2 separate regions of the Zea mays genome follow, and region 1 is linked to region 2. Evidence: chromatin contacts called from public Hi-C data. All regions are on one chromosome and are shown on one strand. Each heading gives the region's core, a stretch centred on a gene start, on an enhancer-like site or on the middle of the called end of the contact. The rest is flanking DNA. Distances are from core to core; before and after follow the strand shown.

The links. Hi-C and Micro-C count contacts between places; a contact is called where the count stands out from the background.
Region 1: a contact with region 2 is called in a Hi-C map of tassel, with 6 times the contacts expected there. The contact joins two enhancer-like sites. A contact is called at or near these places in 3 of 25 Hi-C or Micro-C datasets (ear and tassel).

Annotation. Positions count from the first base shown.
Region 1 is chr5:112,756,989-112,761,797 of Zm-B73-REFERENCE-NAM-5.0, reverse strand. No RefSeq gene overlaps it. Among protein-coding and RNA genes, the nearest start is that of LOC100280217, 130 kb to the left of the region's middle. Within about 2 kb of position 1,282, at least 20 of the 20 cell types and tissues checked have an H3K27ac peak or open chromatin away from gene starts, as enhancers often do. A contact at or near this core is called in ear and tassel, where this site is marked.
Region 2 is chr5:112,553,883-112,558,695 of Zm-B73-REFERENCE-NAM-5.0, reverse strand. No RefSeq gene overlaps it. Among protein-coding and RNA genes, the nearest start is that of LOC118472046, 120 kb to the right of the region's middle. Within about 2 kb of position 1,290, at least 11 of the 20 cell types and tissues checked have an H3K27ac peak or open chromatin away from gene starts, as enhancers often do. A contact at or near this core is called in ear and tassel, where this site is marked.

The sequences.
Region 1 (4,809 bases), core at 33-2,532, 200 kb before region 2:
ATTTCCGGAGTTTTAAATGTTGGATTAAAAGAAACTAAGTGTATAACTTCTAATATATGTTTATAACAACACAAGGTTACTAGATGATAAACAATATTATTATGAATTCAACGCAACTGGAATGGATCAAAAATGAATTAAAATAATTTTTCTATGAATTAAACAATATTCTAGAATTATTTCTATATTGGAAACCATTTTCTAAATTGTTTTATTCATTTTAGGTGCTCACTGGGCTGCTGGCATAAATACCAGTAAACACAGGGTTTAGTTCACAAATTTCTGGGTCCAGGTGCAATTACTTTACCACAGGTGTGGACGGTAGGTTGAATGTATGAAAACCCAGGGTCTCTTTTGCAAGACACACTGGTCAAAGGGGTATCAGACGATCCTAGCCGTCCGATCGGTGGCACAAGGTCAGGATTAGGTTCCATATAACTCTAACTGGTAAGCAACCGGAACCGTCCAATTTCAAATCGAGGGCTACGATCGCATCGACCGAACGAGTTCCTTATCTTTAATCCTAACCACTCAATGCATTTCCCAACGGTTACGATCTATTCCCGAACCGGTATCTCGTTGATTGGATCACAAACGTTGAATAGGATCCAACGGTCATCTGCAACCCTAGTACGCTTGCACCACACCGGACGCGAACAGCGGCGGCGCCAGCCACCCTACGGTGGTGCCATTACCGGTGCACGGCCGCCTGCCGATCTGAGCACAAATCCTCAAATCCAAGGGACGGTAGACGGAGCAGAGATGAAGGCGAGCCATACAGAGGCGTTCTCACCGTCGATGGTGACGAGGATGAGGTTGTCGACGCGGTACGACAGAACAGCGGCGACGGAGGCGTGCTGATGAGAAATTCCCTTCCCCTTGCCCACCGATTTGGCCAGCTGAGACCACTGATATCAACCCCACGGCCTGGTGAAGCACCCAGGCGACCGTCGTGACCCGAGCGCCTGTGCAGACGAAGATCCCCAGCAGCGGCACCGGCGGCACCCAATCCTTGTCCACAGCAAGGATGCACAAAGTTTTGCCCGATCCACGCGGTTGTAGCCAAGAAGGGAAGGCAGTGCATTGTTTTATAATCGGGCGAAGCCCGATTCCGAGGTCAGAGGGATCCCAGCACCTGCCTCCCACCCATATCGGCGAGCAGCGCGGGATTTGTTACCATCCTGAGCTTGAGGAGAACACTGACAAACATGACCCACACGACAGTGATAGTAGGAGCGCGTGGATGGGGAACCGCGGATGACGAGGCGGGCCCATCAGTTACTGGCGCGGAGGTGGCCACAGGGCTGGCACGATGATGGTCTGTCATGGGCGTGATGAGGCAGACAGGCCGGTCTCGCTTGTCGGCGTGGAGTTGACGCGCGTGCGTGGGCCACCAGATGAGAAGATTGGGCAGGTAGGGGAAATTTGGCCCATTCGGCCATTTTCACTTTTTTCAGTTTTCTATTTCTTTCAAGTTTGAATATGGTTTAAATTAAGTTTTAAATCTGGGTTTCCAGTTTTCTAATTCCTAATAAATGCACAGTCAAAACTTCAACATGAATGCATGAATATACTTTTATTAATCTATTTATTATTTTATTTATGAAAATGATTTTAAATATTGTATTTTTTATGAAAGTAATTTCTAATATATAACTTATGTTAATTTAGACACTTCAAGGAAGTATTTATAAATACATTACTCATATAAGGGTTTTTATATAGTCTCCTAAAAGAACGTTTATTTAAAGAAAATATGCCTCTTTTAATAAGATACATAATTAAAATGACTCCTTTATTATTTCTCAACTGACTAGGGTTTTAGGAGCTAGATTCCGGGGTTTACATATGTGAAGACGTTGCGACACATCTGGTCCTCGAGAATCTTTTTGGTGAGACAGGAGAATGTTGAGCTGGCGTTTTTGAGCCCTTCGGGCATCCGCATGAAGCAGTACGTGCCAAAGGGTGTAATGAAACTTGTGCTAGCCTTGTCTTCTTTTTTCTTGTAGATTTGATGGTAACCTGAGAAGGAATCTAGAAGAGACATGACTTCGCAGCCAGCTGCAGAATCGACGATCTTGTCGATTCGTGGTAGAGGAAAGTTGTCCTTGGGCATGCTTTGTTGAGGCTAGTGAAATCAATGCACATTCGCCATTTCCCGTTTTTCTTCTAATCCATGACAACGTTGGCGAGCTAGGTGGGGTAAGCTATTGTCTCGATAAACTTTGCTTCCAATAAACGGTGCACCTTGGTCTTTGCTGCTTCTGTTTTTTCATCGGACATTTTCCTTAACCGCTGCTTCCTTGGGTGCACCGAGGGGTCGATGCCCTGGCTATGTTCTATGATGGTGCGGCTGACCCCAACTAGATCAAGAGCGAACTAGGCAAAGACGTCCTTGTTGCGGTTGAGACAGGAGAGAAGTCTTTCTTCTTCATTTGTTGAAAGGTCTTCGCTGATCAAGACGATTTGCTTGGGGGTTGTGGGATCAAGGGTGACCGTCTTGGTTCCCTCGTTGCTCTGCAGTTGGATGTTGACTTTTTTGTTTTTAGCTGGGCGAGGATTGTTGTTGTCTTCATGCTCTGCTATTAGGCAGTGAACATTGCGCTATCCTGGGACGAAGTCTCTTTCTATATTCTGTGTTGCTTGATGGTCTCCATACACTATGGTCACGCCTCAAACTTATTGATGGATCCATGCCCCATTATGGCGTTGTAAGGATAGACCATGTCGACGATGTCGAAGGTGACTTGTTCGCTTCGTGCATTGGGTGCCGCGCTGAAGGATAGCGGTAGTTCTATTTTGTCGATGGGAAAGGTGCCTTTGCCTCCAAAACCATATAGAGGATTGTCTGCGGGCTTGAGGAGGCTGTGGCTGATGCCCATGCGATCGAAGGCGTGCTGGAAGATGATGTCAGCCAGGCTGCCATTGTCGACCATTACTTTATGTAGATCCCAGCCTGCCACACGACAGTTGATCACCAAGGCATCTGCATGTGGCGTGCTGTGTAGGTCGACATCTCTTGCGTCGAAGGTGACTTGTACATGAGACCATTTTGTTTGAACCACTGGGCCAGTGAGGGTACGTGGTTGACACTACGATAGTGATCCTTCTTCTACCGTTTGGTGTCGAAGCCTGCACTTGACCCTCTAGTAATCATGTGGATGACCCCGTGGAAAGGCTGTTCGGCGAAGTCCTCTTGTTTGGGTGCTGGTGGAGGTGGAGAATTTTGGTGATGTGGTGGTGGAGTGAGGACTTGGATCTCTTGTTGTTGGTGGTACATATGATTATGCTGGTGAAGGATTGGTTTATTATGAAATTGTTGTTGGTGGTACTGCTCGGGATGGTAAGTATGCACGACAACTTGTTGGTTGTCGGCTGGCTAATTTCCGGCCATTCTATCTTTGGTGGCCTTGGTTTTAGGGCAATCCCTGGTGGGGTGTGCGCAGTCTTCGCCGTGGAAGAGGCAGTAGAACCTTCACAGCTGCGGAGCCCAGCCTCTGCCTCTTCCTCTGGTGTTGGCGCCGCGACTCTGTTGTGGGGATACTTCCAACGAGCTATGTCTCCGGTGGGGTGTTAGTTGGCAATGGTGTTAACTTGTTGCTGGTTGCGGTTTGGCCTGCCGGATTCGGACTGTGCTGGTCTAACCCATGTTCAGTTGGACTGCGAAGTGTCCTTGGGTTTCCTCTCAGATTCTATCTTGCGCTGATGTAGCTCTTCGTACCTGGCGTACTTTTCAAATAATTGATACAACTCTTGCAAGTTTTTGGGTGGGTCTCTTATGTAGTGGCTGTATAAGACACCAGCGCGGAGACCGCCGATTGCATAGTGGATGGCTATGTAGTCATCAATAGATGGCAATTGTGACTTGAGCAGGAGGAACTTTTTGTAGTACTCTTGAAGGGTTTCTTTCTCCTGTTGTCTGCAGAGTGATAATTCAGCCAAGGCATCTGTGTCCGGCCTATACCCTTGGAAATTCAACAAGAACTTGTCGCGAAGACCTCTCCATGACTTGATTGATAGTGGCGGCAGTTTGGTGTACCATGTCAGGGCTGGGCCCTCGAGTGCGATGATGAAAGATTTGGCCATGGTGGCATCGTCCCCTCCGGATGATGCAACCGCAACCTGGTACCTCATGATGTACTAGTCTGGGTCTGTGCTGCCGATGTACTTAGGGTAAGTACCTGCTCTAAAATTGCTAGGCCAAGGTGAGGCCTAATGCTGTGGTGCAAGTGGGCTTTGCTCGTCGAAGTAATTAATCCCCTGGAAAGTGGCTGCAGCGATGAGAGGGCCTCGCCTTGCATATCTGTGATTTGTTGCTCTAGCTCTCGGGCCTTTTGTTCCTCATCCAGTTCATTTACCTGACTTTGGCTTTCATGTTGATGCGCTGGCGCTTGGCTACGAGTATTTCTTTTTGCTTTTGTAGATGATTGTTCTTGATGCGCAGGGCTCGCATCTTGAGTTGGTCTTCGACTGAAATGCATATGGTTTCGTCGTCTTCGACAGTGCCTTCGTCTTCTAGGTGGATGAAGCCTGGTGGGGGTGCCTGAGGTACCCCCTCGGAGGTGTAGGTGCATGCGGTGCCCTCCAGCGCAGGCAACTTGTCTTGGTGTTGCCTTTTGCTGTTGTTTGCTTCATCGTCGAAGGCCTCCTGAGGGATGGCGTCTGCATGGGAGCCTTGCCTTTCTTTTCAGCCAGAAGGGCCGCCTTCTCTGCATCATCGATGGAAGCGGCGACCTTCGAATTTGCTCTCTTGGGGGCCATCGGGGGAATGTTTTGGCATAGCATGAATGGTGGACGCCAAATATTGGA
Region 2 (4,813 bases), core at 41-2,540:
TCAGTACCCTTGTGCATACCCCCTGAGCTATAAAAGGGGAGGCATGCAACGTTACAACACAAGCTCACTAGCACTCAGGCTCACTAGCACTCAGGCTCACTAGCACTCAAGCTCACGAGCACTCAAGCTCTCTTAGACTCTTAACTCTCAAGCTTCCACAGCAATCCAATACACAGTGGAGTAGGGTGTTACGCTCCGGCGGCCCGAACCACTCTAAATCCTCGTGTGTTCATGTGCTCAACGATTGCTTAGCAGGACAGGCAAAACGCTTAAGCCCCTTCCTCATCTTAGGATTTAGGGCGGGTGCATTCCGCCACCTGGCCGGAGAATTCCCTCTCCGACAAGTATACTCCTTATTTTTTCCATAGGGTTTTGAAGGAGAACAATATCTTGGAAGAACAGCTGAAGGATGATCAAATGAAGTTAGAATCGATCAAGGGGGAGTGTTGGAAAATAAACATGTCGTCAATTCTCCAAGTGGTGGCGGTGATCTCAGCAAAGGACATGTCTCTTGGTTTGCACCCCTCCATGTGTATATATATGTAATCACCCTTCAACAATGAACAGTGGCTGTCATTTGATTCCCTCGATCTCATTTTTATTACAATACAATAAAAACAATGTGGAACTACTCTCCGGCTGACTCAAGGACAAGACAGATATCGAGAAACGTTTCTTGACTGTAATGTTTCACAGTTATCCTCTTTGCTGTGTTTCTCAGGATTATAATAAGAATCAGAACCGATTCAGATAGCCAAACGACGCTAGTATTTAGACACCGATCTATGTGCAGCCAACTAGAGTACTTCCTGCTTCCCACCGTTCTAGAAAGAATGCAATTCTAATATATTGCGGTGCTTTAATATCTTATAAGTATAATCAATTATAGATAAAAATATATTGACATTTACAATATAAATTATATAGATAAATTATATTAAACTAATCACAAAATGTATTTTTACGAAACTATAAATATAAATGCAGAGACAATCGAGAGGGAGGAGGGGTTTACTTTTGGGTGGGGGTGGACACGGACACGGACACGACCAGGCCGGGACCAGGCGACGCCCTGGCGCCCCTCCCTGCCCCTCCTCTGCCACGACATGGACATTCACCAGCCACTGGCGCCTGCCGCTTGCTGCCCCTGCCATGCCAGCCAGCGTAACGAACCTCTTGAATGATGGCACTGCCGCTGCCGTCGCGTCGCGCGCGTCGCGTAGCGTAGCGTAGCGTTGCTTTGTATCGTGTGCCGGCTGGCGCCCTGCCTGGCTGCCTGCCCCTGCATGGGCTTTCCGCTAGGCGCATGGCGCTGGCCGCGGGCCGCCTCCATCCGCTCCGCTCCGCCGCAGCCAGCAGATGCTCTGCTCTGATGAATATCTCTCGGATCGCTGACGCAACATAAAGCAACACGCACCAGAGGGCCCGTACGCGTACGTTTCCGTGCTGTGCTTGCATGGCTGCCTGCTGCCTGCCTTACGTCTTCAGTGCTTCTGGCTGGCGGTGAATGGAGGATCATGGCACAAGTACTACCTGGTCATGCCCACATGAATCTTCTGTTCATCTCTACGGTACTCGACTAGCGGTAAATGTGTAGTTTTCTGCTGCACTGCACCTGATGATAAGACAGTAGAGAGGCACAGCCTGCTAATCTGCTATGTCAGGAGTATGTGTATGTGTGCGCGCATTTGCACCAACTCATCCTCATCCTTGTGCCATGGAAAAGAAAAGCTGGCTGCATCACTCCTGCAGTGCAGCCATGACCACATACATGGCTCTGACTCTGAGCCATGCATTCATGAGAGGTTGCATTTGCACTCCATATATTTCTTAACCGCGTGCCTCCAGGTACGTACCGGCGGTACGCTGGCATGGCGACATGCATGCCGGTGGCGGGAAATGAAATGAACTGGGCAACTCGATGGCATGCACGACAAACGTCGCCGCGCACAAGATCTGATGGATCGATCGGCTGCGGTCGGTCGGTGGTACACGGTTATGTATGCAACGCCATGCCCCAAGCCCGGCCACAACAGCTAGCGGCTGCTGCTCTTGCAGTAGCCGCCGCCAGCCTCTCATGTGCTGCGCATGTGATGGTCCATATCATGGACGGTACACAGATAGAGCTAAACGAGTACCACTGCTTGGTGCTAGCAATACCCATGCCGTAGTACCCTGCATGGAGATTGGAGAGAGAAGGACGCAGCAGCGCTGCCATGTCCTTGGCCCTCCGGCCGCTACCAGCCATATGGCATGGCAATGGCATCCATCAATCCAACGACATCTCTCTCTCTCTCTCTCTCTCTCTCAATAATTCAGCTTCCACCCTTGATCCTAGTGTAGCGTGCCTCCCTTTCGCCAGTAGCGAGCGAGAGTGATGGCGTTGGCGACAGTAGCTCAGCCCAGCGCGGGTACAGTACAGAAGCAGCCAGCCTTGCTATTGCTGCGACCCTGCGTGCCTCCACATTTTATTGCCCTCTGGATCGATCACATCCTGCCCTGCACAAGCTTGGCGTTTTGGCAGCCGCAGCCTTGCCTTTTCGGTAGGAGTAGTAGTGCCCACCAGATTTGCAGCAGATGCGCGATGTGCTGTCCGTCCTTCCCCCCCTCCTGTGCCTCAGTGCTCTGACGCTCTCGAGTCCGATCTGGTGACGAGCCAGCGCTTTGCTTCAGTTAAAGATTCCTGCGCCATCGCACAGCACTGGCCAGGTGCAAATGTGCAATGGCAGCTCAGCAGGCTGTGCTGTGCACTGCACTGCACTGCAGATGTTAACGTCCAGTGTGATGAGTGCAGATGTTAACTGCCACTCCATGCCCGTGTTGCAGCTGGCCTGATTAACTAACTAACTAACTAATTGACTGACTAATAAAAGTAGGCAAGCATATATATGGTGGCACCGCAGACACAAATCTAGGGTGGCAAGCATTCCATCCATCCATTGGAAACCTGGAACCTACTACTAGTTGTCCATCTCCAGCATCAATGTCTGTTACAATCAAAAAGACGGAGTCGCATCGATCGAGAAGAAGAAGAAAAATATCTTATCGCTCGCGTTAGTGATTAATTAGGTTCTGTAATCTCTGGCCTTGTAATTGTAAACTACCAGATTTCCCTCCCTAGAAGAGCAAGTTGTGGCACAAAGCCAGATGCTATAGTATATCACTATATCTCGAGATATAATAGTATATATGCAGTATAGCAGTATGGTACGGATCCTTTTCATTCCGTAGGATTGCCGATTGCAGCAGTGCGGAGCTCTGTTTTTAAATTCAAATCGTTGGAGCAAAGCAGACGCTTTTGCTGCTCTGCTCTTTCCGGGGCAGATTCATCGGCACAAATCAGGGACCTAGCTCACTACCACTAGCTGAGAAGATGGAGCATGGCATGGCATGGCATGGCATCAGTGTATGTGGAGAGGGATTTCCCTGGGGCCCTGTGCCGCCGTGCCATTACCTAGTGGAGATCGATCGTAATCAAGTGGTTAGCGTCTCATGTGGCCTATTAATTGGGCCTCGGATGTCTCTCATGCCGAGCTGGAAACCATGAGGGGTGGGTGCAGCGCCCGAGCCGACCTTGTGTCATGCCCGCTTGGCGCCATGTGCCCAGAGGACCCTTCCTTATTCTGTGGGCAACGGGGGGATCGGCGCCGCTGCCGGCCGCTACCAACAGCTGCATGGCCGGACGTCTGTCTGGCACATACAAAGAGCCATTGTGGTTTCTTGTTCAGTTCAGGTAGTTACCGGAACCAAATTTCTACTAGTACTGTGGATGGACACTGCATCGGTTGATTAAAGCTCGCCGAGCAGCCGCCCCGATGCGCAGGCCGGCTTCTCTGCAATCTAGGAAGAGCTAGCCATGGATGTTGCTCCGGGGATGTGAAAAAAAAACAATTGATTTGGGATCTCGATCGACTTCCTCGAGAGCAGCAGCGGTGAATTAAATTTGTATTCGCCGATGCAGCCACGGGTAATTAAATTTGTCTACAGTGTCCACGAAGCAATAGCATGCAGTGGCTGCTGGCTGCACTCGGAAGCTTCTGAGCTGCCATCTCCTGGCAGTGGCACTGGCAGCACTACACGTACTGTTGCGATCAAGCAAAGCGCGTAGACTCTTGGGGCGTGACCGTGCGCGTGCAGGCCGGCGATCGCCCGCGGCCACTTGCTCTCGTTTCTCGAGGGAGGGAGGAACAACATCTGAGGCAAACAGCTATGGAGGGAGTTTAAAAACCTTCTCAAAGTACAGTGGTGTTGGCTCAGACGACTAAGGCGAGCACGTACTTGATCAAGAACACGAGACCGATTCGAGGTTCGAGCAAACGCAAGTAAAATGTGCAGATTTTTTTTGCTTTCTTAAGTCGTCTCGTCAGGACAGCTGCAGTACATGTCTGCGCGCAGCCCCTGTGTTCTTGGTGGTTTTAGCTTGTTTAGTGGTTGACTTGAGCAGCCAGCGATGTTCTCAGTTGACATCGGTGAGCTTGGAATTAAAGAACTGTGAAATAAGGTTGCGCTACTGGAGGCTGACAAGATACAAAACGGACAAGTCAGGCTGCAGACTGCAGAGGATTTTTGCACTGTAGTGCGATCTCTGTTGTCGTTTTTCTCATCCAAGCGCCGCCACTCTGTCTCAGGACCATTTCTTGCCTTTAAATAATAATAGTATAAATACAATTCACGACTAGATCGGGTGGTAATATATCAAACATGCACATATGAAGACTTGTTCGGTTGCGAGTGGATTAAATTCCCTCTTATTTAATTTTGGCTAGAAGAGAGTTTAATCCCCTTCAATCCTTGGAACCATTTGTAAACTTAA